Linked DNA regions of Mus musculus: regions 1 and 2 are each linked to region 3. A link is a contact called in public Hi-C and HiChIP or PLAC-seq data. All regions are on one chromosome and are shown on one strand. Each heading gives the region's core, a stretch centred on a gene start, on an enhancer-like site or on the middle of the called end of the contact. The rest is flanking DNA. Distances are from core to core; before and after follow the strand shown.

What was found. Hi-C and Micro-C count contacts between places; a contact is called where the count stands out from the background. HiChIP or PLAC-seq counts read pairs in DNA pulled down with a chosen protein or histone mark.
Region 1: a contact with region 3 is called in an HNF4G HiChIP or PLAC-seq map of pancreatic cancer cells. The contact joins the promoter of Ldlrad3 here to the enhancer-like site in region 3. A contact is called at or near these places in 6 of 39 promoter capture datasets (the 3T3-L1 cell line, the C10 cell line, the HPC-7 cell line and 2 more), 3 of 484 Hi-C or Micro-C datasets (CD4 T cells, hematopoietic stem and progenitor cells and muscle stem cells) and 3 of 115 datasets of contacts at active chromatin or transcription factors (double positive thymocytes, microglia and pancreatic cancer cells).
Region 2: a Hi-C map of cerebral cortex shows a contact between it and region 3, with 6 times the contacts expected there. The contact joins two enhancer-like sites. A contact is called at or near these places in 10 of 39 promoter capture datasets (the 3T3-L1 cell line, the C10 cell line, the HPC-7 cell line and 6 more), 1 of 15 datasets of contacts at CTCF or cohesin (pro-B cells), 10 of 484 Hi-C or Micro-C datasets (cerebellar granule neurons, cerebellum, cerebral cortex and 3 more), 4 of 115 datasets of contacts at active chromatin or transcription factors (double positive thymocytes, embryonic basal ganglia, embryonic forebrain and 1 more) and 1 of 9 other capture datasets (embryonic stem cells).

The regions. Positions count from the first base shown.
Region 1 is chr2:102,184,496-102,189,438 of GRCm38.p6, reverse strand. It overlaps Ldlrad3 (low density lipoprotein receptor class A domain containing 3), which reads left to right and starts at 2,979. Exons shown (of 6, transcript NM_178886.3): 1 at 2,979-3,159. The coding sequence starts at 3,114.
Region 2 is chr2:101,902,386-101,907,301 of GRCm38.p6, reverse strand. No RefSeq gene overlaps it. Among named protein-coding and RNA genes, the nearest start is that of Commd9, 19 kb to the right of the region's middle. Within about 2 kb of position 1,316, at least 70 of the 459 cell types and tissues checked have an H3K27ac peak or open chromatin away from gene starts, as enhancers often do. A contact at or near this core is called in cerebellar granule neurons, cerebellum, cerebral cortex and 2 more, where this site is marked.
Region 3 is chr2:102,051,658-102,055,905 of GRCm38.p6, reverse strand. The region is part of intron 4 of Ldlrad3 (low density lipoprotein receptor class A domain containing 3); the gene reads left to right. Among named protein-coding and RNA genes, the nearest start is that of Gm39888, 62 kb to the right of the region's middle. Within about 2 kb of position 2,770, at least 94 of the 459 cell types and tissues checked have an H3K27ac peak or open chromatin away from gene starts, as enhancers often do. A contact at or near this core is called in cerebellar granule neurons, cerebellum, cerebral cortex and 4 more, where this site is marked.

The DNA of each region.
Region 1 (4,943 bases), core at 1,730-4,229, 130 kb before region 3:
TGCATATGCACACAAACACACACGCACACACACGCACGCACGCACACACACACGCAAGCACACGCACACCACATTCCACACGTGAGATCAGGGAACAACCCACAGAGCTAGTTCTCTCCTTTTACCAGGAGGGGCTTGGGGACTGAAGTTAGGTCATGATGCTTGGCAGCCAGTGCCTTTATCAGCTGAGCCGTCTTGTCAACTTAGCTGCATTTAAATAAAGTGATGAAAGGCCTATATGTTTTAATATTAAATTTTACCATGTGATCAAAGTAAAATTATTGCCTTTTCCTGTTCTTTTTGGTACTCAGTCTTTAAAATCTACTTTGCATATTATGTTTAAAGCGCCAGCCATTCAGAGTAACCACAATACAAGTGCTTATTGCAATCAAATGAAGCTTAGCTTAAGGGTACCATATTCTACACTGGAGGTCTGTAAAGTTCAAAGACAATGCTCTCTTGTCCATTGCTGATGGGTGGGATATACACTATTGGTTAGTTTTATGTCAACTAGACACAAGCAAGAGTCATTTGGAAGAGGGACTCTCTGTTGAGAGAATGCCTCCTTCAGATTGCTGTAGGCAAGTCTGTAGTGCCATTTTGCTTTTGATTACTTGATGTGGGTAGTCGATGCTGTGAGGTGTGGGTGTGTGGCATGCCACTTCCAGGCAAGTGGTCCTGAGCTGTAAAGAAGCTCTGAGCAAGCCACGAGGAGGAGGCAAGCACGAGCAGAGATCCACCAAGGCCTCTGCTTCAGCTCCTGCCCCTTCATGATGGGCTGTGATCAAGATGACCAAACGGAAGTAAATCTTTCCCTCCCTAAGCTGCTTTTCGTCATGAGATTTAACCCAGCAATAGAAACCTTTACTATACCCTGCACTCATAATGAATCCCTAAACTCCTAAGGAAAGAAAAAGTAGAAATATATCTATGACAAAACTGTGCAAGGGGTTATTCTCTTGATAAACTGCAGGTTACTGCCCCTACTCCTGTACTTGTTCTTTGGTTTCAGGACTGGCCACAGGTGTGAGAAATTACATTGTTAAGGGGACATACAACTTCATTCAAGGAGCAATATAAAATAAATAACAAATTTCGAGTCATACAAAGGGAAGGGTAAGGGGCTGGGGTGGAGAGATGGCTCATCAGATAAGAGCACTGACTGCTCTTTCAGAGGTCCTGAGATCAGTTCCCAGCAACCACATGTGGCTCCCTATCATCTGTAATGGGATCTGATGCCCTCTTCTGGTGTGTCTGAAGATATATATATACATATATACATATATATACATACACGCACATATATAGATATAATACAATATATATACACATGTATGTATGTATATATATATATATAAATATATAATTTTTTAAAAAGTGGAAGGTAAAATTTCTATCATTTTGGATAGTGCAAAATATTTGTTAACAGACATAAGACAATTTCTCTCCTGAAATCCTATGACTACATTAAATGTGAATTACAAGAAGTCATTTCCCAGCAGTGTTAGCTTGACAATTTAAACACATGTGTTTTCTCACTCTCTCTCCACACACACATGCACACACACTCTCTCTCTCTCTCACAATACACACATGCTTACACACATTCTCTCACACACACATACTTACACACACACTCACACACATACACTCGCACACCACACTACGCTCACATACCCACATGCATGCACCACACACACACACACACACACACACACTCAGCAACAGCTAAAGAATGACTTTAATTTCCAGCAGGGAAAACTCTCAGGCTCAGTGGCTTTGGGGAGTGGGAGCTGCAACCCAGAAATCTTTTCCTGGGAGTAGAATTGTATTAAACGCTGAAATTAACTTTTGTTTATTGAGCATTTCCATGATCATAGCTCAGATCCAGTGGCCACATCATCTTTGAAGCTGCAGATAAGTTCTGTGTCTTATGGTCTTCTGAACTGGGCTTGTTCACGGTGGTAAGTAACGATGTGTGGCTGTTGAGAATGTTTTCCCTTCCTTCCTTCCTTTCTTTTCTTTTTTTTTTTTTCTTTTTTTTGAGCCTCAGAGACTTCATTTGTGTCACAGAAACATTACTGTCTGTCTTCAGAGGTTGTTGTAAAGGTAAAGTGTGACCATGAGAGTGCCATGCCTGAAGCAGACTAGTGCCATCCTCCTGCAGCTTTCTGGAGGATGCTAAGTGAGATTCAGCTGTTCTGGTCAGTGTTTGCTGTAATGCCATGAATAGTAATGTTATCGCCTTGTAACAAAAGACTTTTTGGTGAAAGCAATAACCCAGTGAATGCACTCAGTCTTTTGGTTAGTAACCTAGATGCAGCTTAGAGGAGCACATGGACTTAAGGCAATCATGGCTTCCTCTGGGGCTGGGGGCTCATTTGAAGGTCTAACCAGAGAAGGTCAATTGCTCTCAACTGCTAAGTCATTTCCTCAGCTCCATGATAATAGGCTTTCCTTAAAAAACAGTGTATAATGCCCAAACAATGGAAAATGCATAAAGTTTTGGGGATTTAAAACTCTCCTCAGTGTTCTTAGATCTCAGGATGAAATGTCTTCTCTGCTCCTCCAGTGGCTCCAGGAACTACCATCCTGAGAATCACCCCCCCCAGTTTATTAGAAATGCAGACCTGTTGAGTGGAAGTGAGCTTTATAACGGGGTCGCCAAGCCTGCCTGATACATTTTGGAGTTTGAGAAGCAACGGTCGTATTTCACTGTCAACAATGAAAAAAAGTTTTCTCCTAAGAACCGGTTCTTCAAACTTTTTTCTTCCATCTAGGCTCTGGGGAGATGGTGACTCTCTCATCCCCGCAGGATGCAGGAAGAAAGGGAAACCGGCCGAGAGAAGAGCCGGGGCAGTTAAGAATTCCTCGCAATTTGACCCCTGAGGCAGCAAAAACTGGATCCGCCGGACCTTTGTAACCTGGACCGTGGAGGAGAGCTCAGGCGGCCACATTCAACTGTGAGCGTGCAGAACTTGGCTGAGCTCTCTGGCCTGGGAGGGCGGGGGCGTGGCTGGGCCGGCGAGAGGGCGTGGCCGGCGCCGAGAGGCGGGGTCTGACCGAGGCCGCGGGGCAGCAACGTCGCTGGGCAGCGGAGCGGCGGCCGCGCCATGTGGCTGCTGGGGCCGCTGTGCCTGCTGCTGAGCAGCACTGCGGGTGAGTGGGGGGCGCGTGACGCGCTTCACCGAGCGCCGGGCGCGGGGGCTGCCTCGATCGTCCCTGCTCCGCGCGCGGGCCTGGGCTGCGGGCGTGGGTGTGCGCGAAGGGCGGACCTCGGCGCCGGGCTGGCCGGGACCCCGCGAGGGGCCGCGGCGGGGCGCGCGCCGCGCTATTGTGTGGGCCGGCGCACCGGGTGCTGTTGTCGTGTGTGTGCGCGGGCGGAGCTTTGTGCGGCGCCGGCTCCCTAGAGCCGGGCGGCCGCCCGGATTGGGCGTAGTTCGAGTGTGGCTCTGTGTGCTGGGAACCGAGGAGGGAAAGGAGAGGACTCCACTCTTGATTTCGGGTCTTCCCGGATTCCCTCAGCCTTTAACATACACTTTTCTGCCTCAGTTTCCCATCTACGCTCTCCCCGCATCTGCATCCCAGCTTCCTTTCTCTTCTTCCCTGGACCGTGTCTGGTTTGGGAATAGCGAGATGCAGTAGGGAATGGACATGGAAATCATTCGTTCATCCTGGGAGCAGATCTTTTACTTCTGTCGTCTGTCGAAGATGCCTTAACCTTCAGGGAGCAGGGAAGGAAAAGAGGACCGGGGCTTCCTCTAACGGCCGTTGGTCCCTGCATCTCAGAGCGCGTGCATCCTGAGACCCGCAGGGTCCCTCCCAGACAGAGTGCTGTTCCCAGGAACTTTTCTGCTGATGTGGGCACGCTCCGAATTCCAGCTTGGAGCCCTTCCCCTCTGCCTCTGCCCGCTGGCCACAGCTGTCAGCAGCCCCTCCACAGCTCTGCCCGCCCTTGGCCCCTGATGCTTATTTCTGGGCAGCTGATGCTCACAGAACTTTCTTTACTGAAGATTTCATGCTCTGTGGCCGTATCATTCACACGTCTAATTTATGTCGGATTTTTCCAAATACTTCCAGAAAACTTGGCTGCTGCGTTGTGTTTGTTGTGAGGGAAGTCAAAACCTTTCTGAGCTACCCCTTGCAGATGTCCAGCAACCCTCCCTTCCTAGAAGTTGCAAGTCCTGTGCATCCTCTCAAATGACTGGCCAGCGGGACCTCCCCCTCCCCCATCATCCCCACTCCTCTGAGACTCCATTTAAATGTCTTGTGGGCTTGCTCAGTTTCCAGTGAGGGGTTAGGCTCCTGTGGCTGCTGTAGGTTTTTTTTAAAACCAAGACTGAGGGTTTGTGTTCTGTTTGTCTGGAGTTATGGGGATTGGGGGGAGGGGGTTGTGGAGAAGGAAGGGAGGGCAAAGTGAATTAGGCAGCTATAAGCAGGTGCAAGTTATTTGGAGGTTGTTAGAGCAGGCTCAGTTCCAGGGCATCTCAGACATGAAGATCTGCCCGGATTCACACATTTAATTCACATAGCAATGGCATGTCCCTTGGTAACACCCCAGCTGGCTCCTCTGTGTGTTCTCTGCTTAGGACCAGTGGACACTAATTATCACATCTTCTTGTTGTACTGGGTCGCATGAGTTGAGTTCACAAAAAATTATATGTTTCTCCCTTTCAGCAATGGTTATTTAATATGCCTGTGGACGTATACCATAGAGCAAGGAAGTGCAGTAGTCACCGTGAGCCATAGTTGGGGTAGGGGAGGGACCGCCAGTGTTCCTTGGCTGAAGTTAGCTGTGGCTTTGGATTACTGAACTTGCTTTAGGACCTTTAGGTGGCTTGAAGCCTTTCCCTGTTACACTAAGGATCATCTTTTAAGTGTGAACTATGTCTTGAACCAAGTGTTGTAGGAAACAAGGGTTGGTTGTTGAGCCAACATCTCCC
Region 2 (4,916 bases), core at 67-2,566, 150 kb after region 3:
ACCCTCAGAGGAAGCTGAGGCAGGAGAATCATGAATTTGAAGCTGGCCTGAACTATATAGCAAGACACTTTCTGACACAGTAAGAGAACAAGAGAAAAAAAATACATAATATGAGAAGTAGGGGGGACTCCATTCTTGGTAGCCAGACCCGTCCATGCCTGTTACCAACAACTTCTATTCCCTCCATCCTCAGAACTCTACCCTGTTAATTCAGATTTAAGTCAATTTCTTCAATTTTGTTCCAAAAGCTTAAAATGTAGGTGGAAAGCTGGTTATGAAGGACATTGAGTATCAATTCTGAGTTTAGCCTTCATTCTGGGGCATTAAGGAGCCATTAAGAATTTGGGGCAGGGGAATGCCATTAGACTCTAGTCAGACAGTGGGAGCAGCAGGAAGAAGGAGGAGGAGGGGGAGGAGGGGGAGGAGGGGGAGGAGGAGGAGGAGGAGGAGAAGGAGGAGAAGGAGGAGGAGGAGAAGGAGGAGAAGGAGGAGGAGGAGGAGAAGGAGGAGGAGGAGGAGAAGGAGGAGGAGGAGGAGAAGGAGGAGGAGGAGGAGGAGGACGGGGAGGAGGAAGGAGGAAGGAGGAGGAGGAGGAGGAGGAGGAGGAGGAGGAGGAGAAAACAGAAATAGGAGAAAGCTGTTGAGCCCGAAGCAAGGAAGTCCAGAAAGTTACCTGGGCTCCTCACCAGCCATGGGGGTGGGGGTCAGAACACAGCAAACCCCCTTCACACCAGAACTGGGGCATTCTGCACAGGGCCTTACCTAGAAGAGGCAGCACGCAGAGCAGACATGTACCCGCCATGGATGGGCACCCTCCCCGACTCAGATACCTTCATACATAATTAACCTCCTCCAAGCAGTGCTGTCAGGAAGAGTTAAGCTTAATCTCTTTCTTATACAGATGAAGAAATCGAGATTTAGTTCAAGCAGCCCTAGACCTGCATCCTGCCTCCACTATCCACCCATGGTACAGAAAGTTCTCTGCTGGCTGAATCCTGGACCTGTGGTTGCCGCGCACAAACCTTGTTTGGCGAAGCTGTGTCTGGCCGGTCCAAAGGTACAGATTCTTGGATTTACTAGCCTGTGGCAGATGCATCGGGGCATTAGGGGAAAAGTCCTGAAAGGGGTCCCTGGGAGTCTGTCCCTGCTACCACTTCTCCTTCTTCCAACCTTTGCTGCCCTGAGGAGATAACGAGATAACAGGCCTGGATCTGAGGGCCTCTTTTACAGGTAGCCTCTCCCTAGCCCGGGCTCTGGGAGAGGTCTGCTGCCACCTCACCTTTCCCGGTCTTTGTTTTCATTACTAAGACAGATGAGATCGAGAGAACAAGTGCGCCATCTGCTGGGCTTATCATGCAAGTTCCAGCTGCAGCTAGCCGAGCAGCAGGCGGCGATTGCCTTCCTGTTTGGATTTTAGGCCTTATAGTTAGTTTTTTTGAGTCACCTCAGAAGATAGTAAGACCTCGTGACCAGTGACATCTTTTATGAAATGAATCCCAGAGACAGGCTATCACTTTATAGCTGGAAACTCGGTACCGACAGGAACTGCCCATCATCCGGGTACTCAGGCTGTGGGACGAGGCTGGAGAAAGGCAGGCATTCGGCAGGACCACAGAAACAATGGGGAAGATCAGGCAGAGGGAGAAAGCCCACTCGGGCCTTTCCCAAGCATTCAGGGCCTGCAAACTCTCTCTGTGGAGATTAGGGTCCTCTGGCACCATCCCTGTACTACTGCCGTTAGCAATTTTTTTTCTTTTCTCAAAACTGCTTTAAAAAGAGGTGGGGGGAATTAAACCATAGAAATGTGAGCACCAAAGAAGATCGGATTGTATAAAGGTCATCAGTATGCAGTTAAGAATGTTCAGGAGCCAGGCGTGGTGACGCACGCATTTAATCCCAGCCCTCCGGAGGCAGAGGCGGGCGGATTTCTGAGTTCCGGGCCAGCCTGGTCTACAGAGTGAGTTCCAGGACAGCCAGAGAAACCCTGTCTCGAAAAACAAAACAAAACAAAACAAACAAACAAACAAACAAAAAACCAAAAACCAAAAAACAAACCAACCAAACAAAAAGAATGTTCAGGAATTATCAGGATTGGAAGTCGGTGGATACAGGCTGAAAACAGGTTAATGGCTTGAAAACCTTCAAAGTTCTAGACGGCCAATAGCTTCTAGATTAGAGCATAAGGGGTTGGAGAGGTCACTCAGTGGTTAAGAGCACAGGCTGCTCTTCCAGAGGACCTGGGTTTAATTCCCAGCAACCACATGGCAGCTCACAACTGTCTGTAACTCCAGTTCCAAAGAATCTGACACCCTCACACAGACATGCATGAAGACAAAGCACCAATGTACATAAAACTAAGTCCATCATTTTAAAACACACACACACACACACACACACAGAGCTATCCTCCTGGTAGTTAAAGAGAGTTCCAGGACAGCCAAGATTATACAGAGAAACCCTGTCTTGAAAATCCAAAACAAACAAACAAACAAAATTAAACAGAAACAAAAGAAACGAATGTAAAAGGAATGATAACTAATAAGAGTTCCTTGCTTGTGGTAACATTCTCACCACACTGGACTCACATCTTGGAAGTTTGTGAACAGCAGGCCAGAGAGCTTGACTAGCAGTGCCTGGGCAGGGGGCCTGTGTGTGTGCAGAGACCTCACTGAGTGGCTCACTCGGGTGTCCATTTGTCTTCACACTGAAAATCATCAGAAACGGAAGGCAAAGGACAACGATCAGGATCCACAGAGGCAGCCGGCAGGGCTGATCTAGGAGGGTTGGAAGTCACCACACTCAAGGCAAACTTAGGTCACCTGTGGGAAATCACAAACTTTCTTCCGCTACTGAATCGGCAGCGTTGGGGAGATGGCTCAGATAGTAAAGGACCTGGTTTTAGATCCCCAGAATTCAAGTAAAGAAGCTGGGGTGGTGGCACATGCTTGTGATCCCAGAGCTGGGAAGAGAGAAGAAGATGCCTGAAACTCACTGGCCCATCTGCCTTGCATGTTCAAGGATGATCCAAGACCGCGTCTCGGAAAACGAGCTGGATAGTTCCTGAGGAAGCTCCAGCCTCCACATGCACATACACACTCCAACACAGCCTCATCCAGCGGCATGGGCAGACACAGGAAGAGGCACGGGGTTGGCTCAATGCCCTGATCTCCTTTTTCAACCTCTGGGGTCTGGGTGGTTTGAAGCAGCTCGTGAGCTCTGGGTGCCTCACTGTCAAAGCCCAGGGGCTCTGTTGATCCTGGCAGGGAAAGGCAGCCTGGCTTTCTGGAGTGAGGCACATCTACAGGCTCAGAGACAGATACATTGATCAGGACTAAGCTGCTCGCCTCTGTGCTGTGCAAGTGGAATGTGGTGGCCAGCCAGGAGCACTGTCACCCCAGAGATTGATTGTCACCCTTTGATGGACAGAGTCTACATCCCAAATATTCCCACACCCTGGGGAAGGGACCAGAAAATCACCAAGCAAGAACCTCCTTAGAGATCAGTGGGGGAGAGGTTCTTCGGAAATCGTATTGACCCAACCCGAAATATAGTACCAGAAAACAAGTCTATTCTTGCAAACAAAGCAAACAACAGCAACACAATCAAGTCCCTTATACAAGCAGATTATGCAAGGGCACCAGACGTATGCAGACTTTTCCAGGTTAAGTTCAGTGTGACCTCACACCAGTGTCATTGCATTCAAATACAATATCCAATCTCCCAGACACCCATAAAGCTCCTTGTATTGAGTTCTTTGTGAATGGCAATGGGTGGTAGGAACCTGAGAAACAGGAATGTAGGGTCTCAGCAGGTTAAAGGAGTGGGAAGGAAAAAGGGATGAATTCTAGTCAAAGCTGAATCCTACTTGAGAACAGCAAGGGGCTGTCAACACAAAGTAGTGGGCTGGGGTTGAGGTCCATGACCTGCTGGGGAATGAAAATTATGAAATAGTCTGTCTCTACAGACAGGATCAATAGTCTCTCTCTCTCTAGATGTGACCCCAAAGAATTCAGGCCTACAATTTTAAGAACAGCCTACTGCTCCTTATTTTGTATCCCTATACACACAGCTTAGTGTAGCTCTTAGGCCTCATTAGAGAAGTTCCTCTGGGCAGTAGACAGGGGTTAGCACAGAATTCATGAGTGGTCAAAGTGCAGCGTGGAATCTGTGGAATTCTCAGCCATAAACAGGACGTCTGTATTACAGCCCCACCGTCGGGGCTCAGGGACCACTGCAGAGTGGACAAGAAGACTGTAGAGCCAAAGGTCAGAGAGGACCAGGCGCAGTCTCTCTGGACAGGACAGGACCCTGCGGAGGAACTCATCACAGCTATAGTTGTCCGGGCAAGATGAACCCAGTCACCAATCCAGAAGAGAGGGAGGTGGGATCATAATCCCCCACTCCTAGAGATATTGACAATTAAAAGCTTCTGGGAGAGGAAGAGTCCATTTTAAGGGCGTGGCCCCTGTTAAGTCAACCATCTACCAAGAAATGGCCCTACACCCATAAATGTATAGAGAGCACACATTTGATATAATGGGTTATCTTTAAAAAACAGAAGACCAAAAGAAAGGACAAAAAGTTGGGAGGGGATGGAGAGGTGGGGGTGGGAAAGAGGTGAAGGGGGTATAAATATGACCAAGATGGACTGTATGAAATTGTCAAAGAATTAATAAAAATATTTCTTTATGAGATCGGGTCGCTCAACATGAGAAGGAAGCTTAGTCTTGACTTCCCGGTATCTTGCTGGGAAGCCAGAGGTTAGATTTCTTATCTTTCCTGCAGATTCAGAACCAAGCCAGTTAAAGATCTTCATCTCTTGCAGTCCTGTATCTCAGAGAGCAAGCTAGAGAAACCTGGCCCTCCATCCTAATGAGGCCATTTACCAGCAGGTGAGCGAACCTCTGTGAGCTGGC
Region 3 (4,248 bases), core at 1,521-4,020:
TTAGTGCTTTTAAATTCTGCTCCCCCCACCCCCTGTTCTGAGTTTACCAATACTAAGATTTTGAAATAGTTGGTGGTGGATGAAGGCTTTTCTTCTGCCCTCTGGACATTATTATTGTAGTCGAGGCTCATCTGGATTGTTAGTCCACCTGATGGATCCGATCCCTTAGGGACTGTGCACCAAAGCAAACCTTTCTCTCTTACGTAGCTTTGGTCAGGGCCTTTTGTCACAGCAGAGGAAAAGTAGCTGAGATACCCTGTCTCCCCCAGGCCATGTGTGAAAGCATTCAGTATCAAATTAAAGACTTTGAGCCCTGTAGATGCAATTAGTTCTCCCCCTCCCAAAAGGAAATGAAGAAGAAAGAAGAAAGTTTTGGTGATAGACACAAGCCATCTCCCCTGCACTCTGAGCTTTCTAAGTCACTACCCAATTGACATCAGGGAATGAGTGACACCTCCATGTGTGGTGACCATTGTGTTAGGAATCTTTCCTAGCTACCAAGGAATAGAGAGTGTGTCCTATTTGCTTTTCTAGTCCCAGAGGTCCAACCTAGTGGCCCTCTGCCTCACCCATAATGGGCTCTGTAAGTGTTAGCAAATGGGAAAAATCTGTTATGTTTAACTTGCACTCTGTGGTACCACATCATGTCTTTGTTTCAGTATGTGTGTGAAACTAGCCACAGTTTATGAAAGCAACAAGAAGTACTGTTCTGTGTCCAATAAAGGAAGTTTCTGCCTTTCCGACTATGGGGATGTGTCCCAAAGTAAGTACAAGATGAGAGTCTTGGATATGAGTTCCCTTGGCCAGCCTGTGTTTCTGCATCCCTCCTAGGTTCTCTCCCTGCTCAAATGAGCCTGGATTACTCAAGAGTGCACTTTGTGCGCTCTAAATGTGAACTACCAGGGCTCCATACAGTGTCTCCCTGAAGCATCTCAGAGACTTCTTGACTGCACATAATGCACACTCATGTCTTATGGCATCATCATTGGTTACAATGCTCTGGGAAGTCGGCTCAGTTGACTCTGTGTCCTGAAACATCAGTTGATGTGGGAAAAAAATATATTTTACATTGTTTATTTAGAAGAAATGAATAAATATGACTTCAAGGTAAGAACATGGGTTGTTCAAAATGCTTTTCTCCTCCTCTGAGTAGGTTGAAGCCAGCCTCCATCCCATCATGGATCCTCTGTGAGGAGCTGGAGCCAGGGTGGCCATCAGAGTGCATTGCAGTGACTTTGTGGTGGGGTCAGGTTTTGTCAGGGCTTCATTGATTGACAGCATAGTCTGCTGTAGGTCCTTTCAGAGGGTACCTTTGGGCAGCATCACTGTGACTGTCCTATGCTTGGGATCTAGGATACTGTGTATCTTAGATACAGCAGCAGCTGCTATGCAGATGATGGGCGTGAACATCATTCAGGTGACCTTGAAAATTCTACCTGAATGTGGCTTTGGTGTCTAGTGATGACACCTTCTGACACTTGTGCCTGTGTGTAATCCCACCTCTTTGTCTGTGATCTGGATGGTTTGACTAGTCCCTCCCTCCCTCCTGTCTAGAAAAATGCATAAAATTGACTATCTTAACTTTTGAAAGTACTTTTTAAAGTTCAGTGGCAGAAATTACTCTTTCCATTATGCAGCCAATTGCTAGAACTTTCACATCTTGAAATTCTGAATGCACTTAAGAAACAAAGAAAAAAAGTGTTCCCTCTCTGCTCCACCCCATAACCCTGGTAACTGCTTTTCCACTTTCTATCTTGGTTGCTTTGGAGGTTTTGGGGACTTGTAGAGGAGAATCAAATATCGTGACTTTATTGTAAGATGCTTAGTTCAACTTAGCATGTCATCAAGTTCATCTATTTTATAACATGTAGGCAATTTCCTTCCTGTGAAAGACTGAATAATATTCCATTTTATTGTTGATATATCACGTTTGATTTCTCTGTCAGCAAACACGTTTGGCCCCTCCCCCCTTTGACTATTGTGAATACTGCTGTGTGAGAACATATGTACAAATTATGACCTGGTTTTAAGCAAAAGAAATTCAGCAAACAGGTTGGGTGTCATTTCTAGGAACAGGCCATGAATAGATAGCCCTTCCCTCTCACTCTGTGTTGCTTGCTCTGACAAAAGCCACTTTCCATGTTGTGAGTTGCAGTGTTGCAGAGACTGCTGGGACAGGGAGCCGAGGAAGGACTCTGACGTAAAGCCAGGAAGGAATTGAGGCCCACCAGCGGCCTCAGGTGAGGCTGGAGGGAGAGCCTCCTCTCAAGGAGGCTCCAGTGGTTTCGTATTCTAGTCCCAGGTCATGGTGACCAGTCAGGGCTTTGGGAGGGACCATAAGGACTTTATAGGGAGAGAACATTCTGGGGTTCAAGCTTGGTGTCAGGGACCTTTGTCCCATTCACGTGGTTCTGCTCTGTTCTAACCCCTCCCCCTTCACCCCAGGACCTTGTGCTCTTCTGGCCCACTTTCTCGATGAAGAACTAAAGACTACTTAGACCAAGTGCATACTGCAAGTGAGTAGGGAGCTAAGGTGTGAACTTGAGTTGAGGCAGTGCTCCTTCTCCTGACCCTGCCCACACCACCCTGTCCGCCTCTGCCCTCTGGTACTCTGGAACTCCAGGAAGCAGTCTAGCCCGAGCTGCAGAGAGCTAAATGGAAGGGGGAACTGTGATCCAGGGGAAGGGCACGGTCCTCCTCTTGGCTCTCACATGTATGCTTCCTCAAGGATAGTACCACACTGATGAGCTGGCTCTCCACCCCTCGAGCATTTTCGAAGTGTGTTCTGCCAGTGAGTCACCCTAGCAGGGAGTTGGTTGGCAGTGTTGCGCCTGCCAGAGCAGCTTCCTTTCCTTGCTGTGCTCTGGCGATAAGACTTCAGGAGAATGGCAGGCTGTGAGAGCTTTGGCACCTTACCAGAGCCAGAAATGATGCTTTGTGCTGTTTCTTTTGCAGGTCTGTGTGTGTGTGTGTGTGTGTGTGTGTGTGTGTGTGTGTGTGTGTGTGTGTGCGCGCGCGCGCGCGCGCACGAGCCTGTGTGCGTGTCAGGGAGGGACAGAGAGAGTTGGAACTTAGAAATTACATACTAGGATCTTGCTCTCTTTTTGAGTTACATTTTTTTCTCCTCAAAATTCATTTCTCACAATCTGGACCCTGCCTCCAGGTCCACAGAACATGTCCATATTTAAGAGCAGGGTCCTTGACGATATAATTAGTAGGAAGAGGTCCCATTAGGATAGGGTGGGCCGCTGATGTGACCGTGTCTTTATTGTAGTGGGATTTGGGGTCTCAGAAACACACACTCAGGGAGAACATTGTATGACATAAAAACAGAAGAGGAGGATGCCTGCAGCACAGATGGCCAAGAAACCACAGATGGCCAGGGAGGGATGTGGAACCGACTGTCCTCACAGCCCTCAGAGGAAAGCCCTCGGCCAGCACCTTAATCTTGGACTTATGGTCTCCCACATTGTGAGACAATAGATTTTTACTGATGAACACCCCACCCCACAAGTCGGCCTTACCATAACAAACTGATATACCATTACCATAAGTCCTACCCAACCAACTTCTTCAGCCCCCAAGAAATGACCCCTAATTAAAGCATAGCCACACCTTCTGTGGGACACCAGATGTGGTGACAGAAATGTGAAGGTCTGGAGAGTCATCAGACAGGCCAAGTGACATGACCCTGAGGAGACGGGAGGTCCTGGGGCTGCTGAGAAAAGCTCTCTGGGGAGAGCACTGGTCTTGCCTCTGTGTGGGGGTGGTAGACTATGCTGAGCTTGAGGGACGCCTCTCATCTTGTATTTCAAGGGTCTCGTTTTCTATATCCGTGCTCCCCTTAGCTCCAGGCTTCTTAGCTCAGTCCCAAGTGGCTCTGTATAAAGTCACCCACCCCCTTTCAGACCCCTGGGACCTTGCACTTGTTTCTTAGCCCTCTCTAGGCCTCCTCTAGTTCTCTTCTGCTCCTGTGATAAGCACAACGCAAAGGAAGAAAGGGTTTATTTCATCTTACATCTGCAGGTCCATCTTTGAGGGAAGTCAGGGCAGGATCCTGAAGTAGAAACCATTGGCTTGTTCTCATGGTTCACCCTAAGAGCTGTCATTTGGCTAATGGTGAAATTTAGAGCTTGGTATTTGTCCCATGGGCCACCTCCACTGTCCACCATGTGGTAGACTGAATTATCATTCTCAGTTCTTTGCTCTTTAAGAGCCTTTTTACTGTTAGCAGAATGGCCAAAGAAA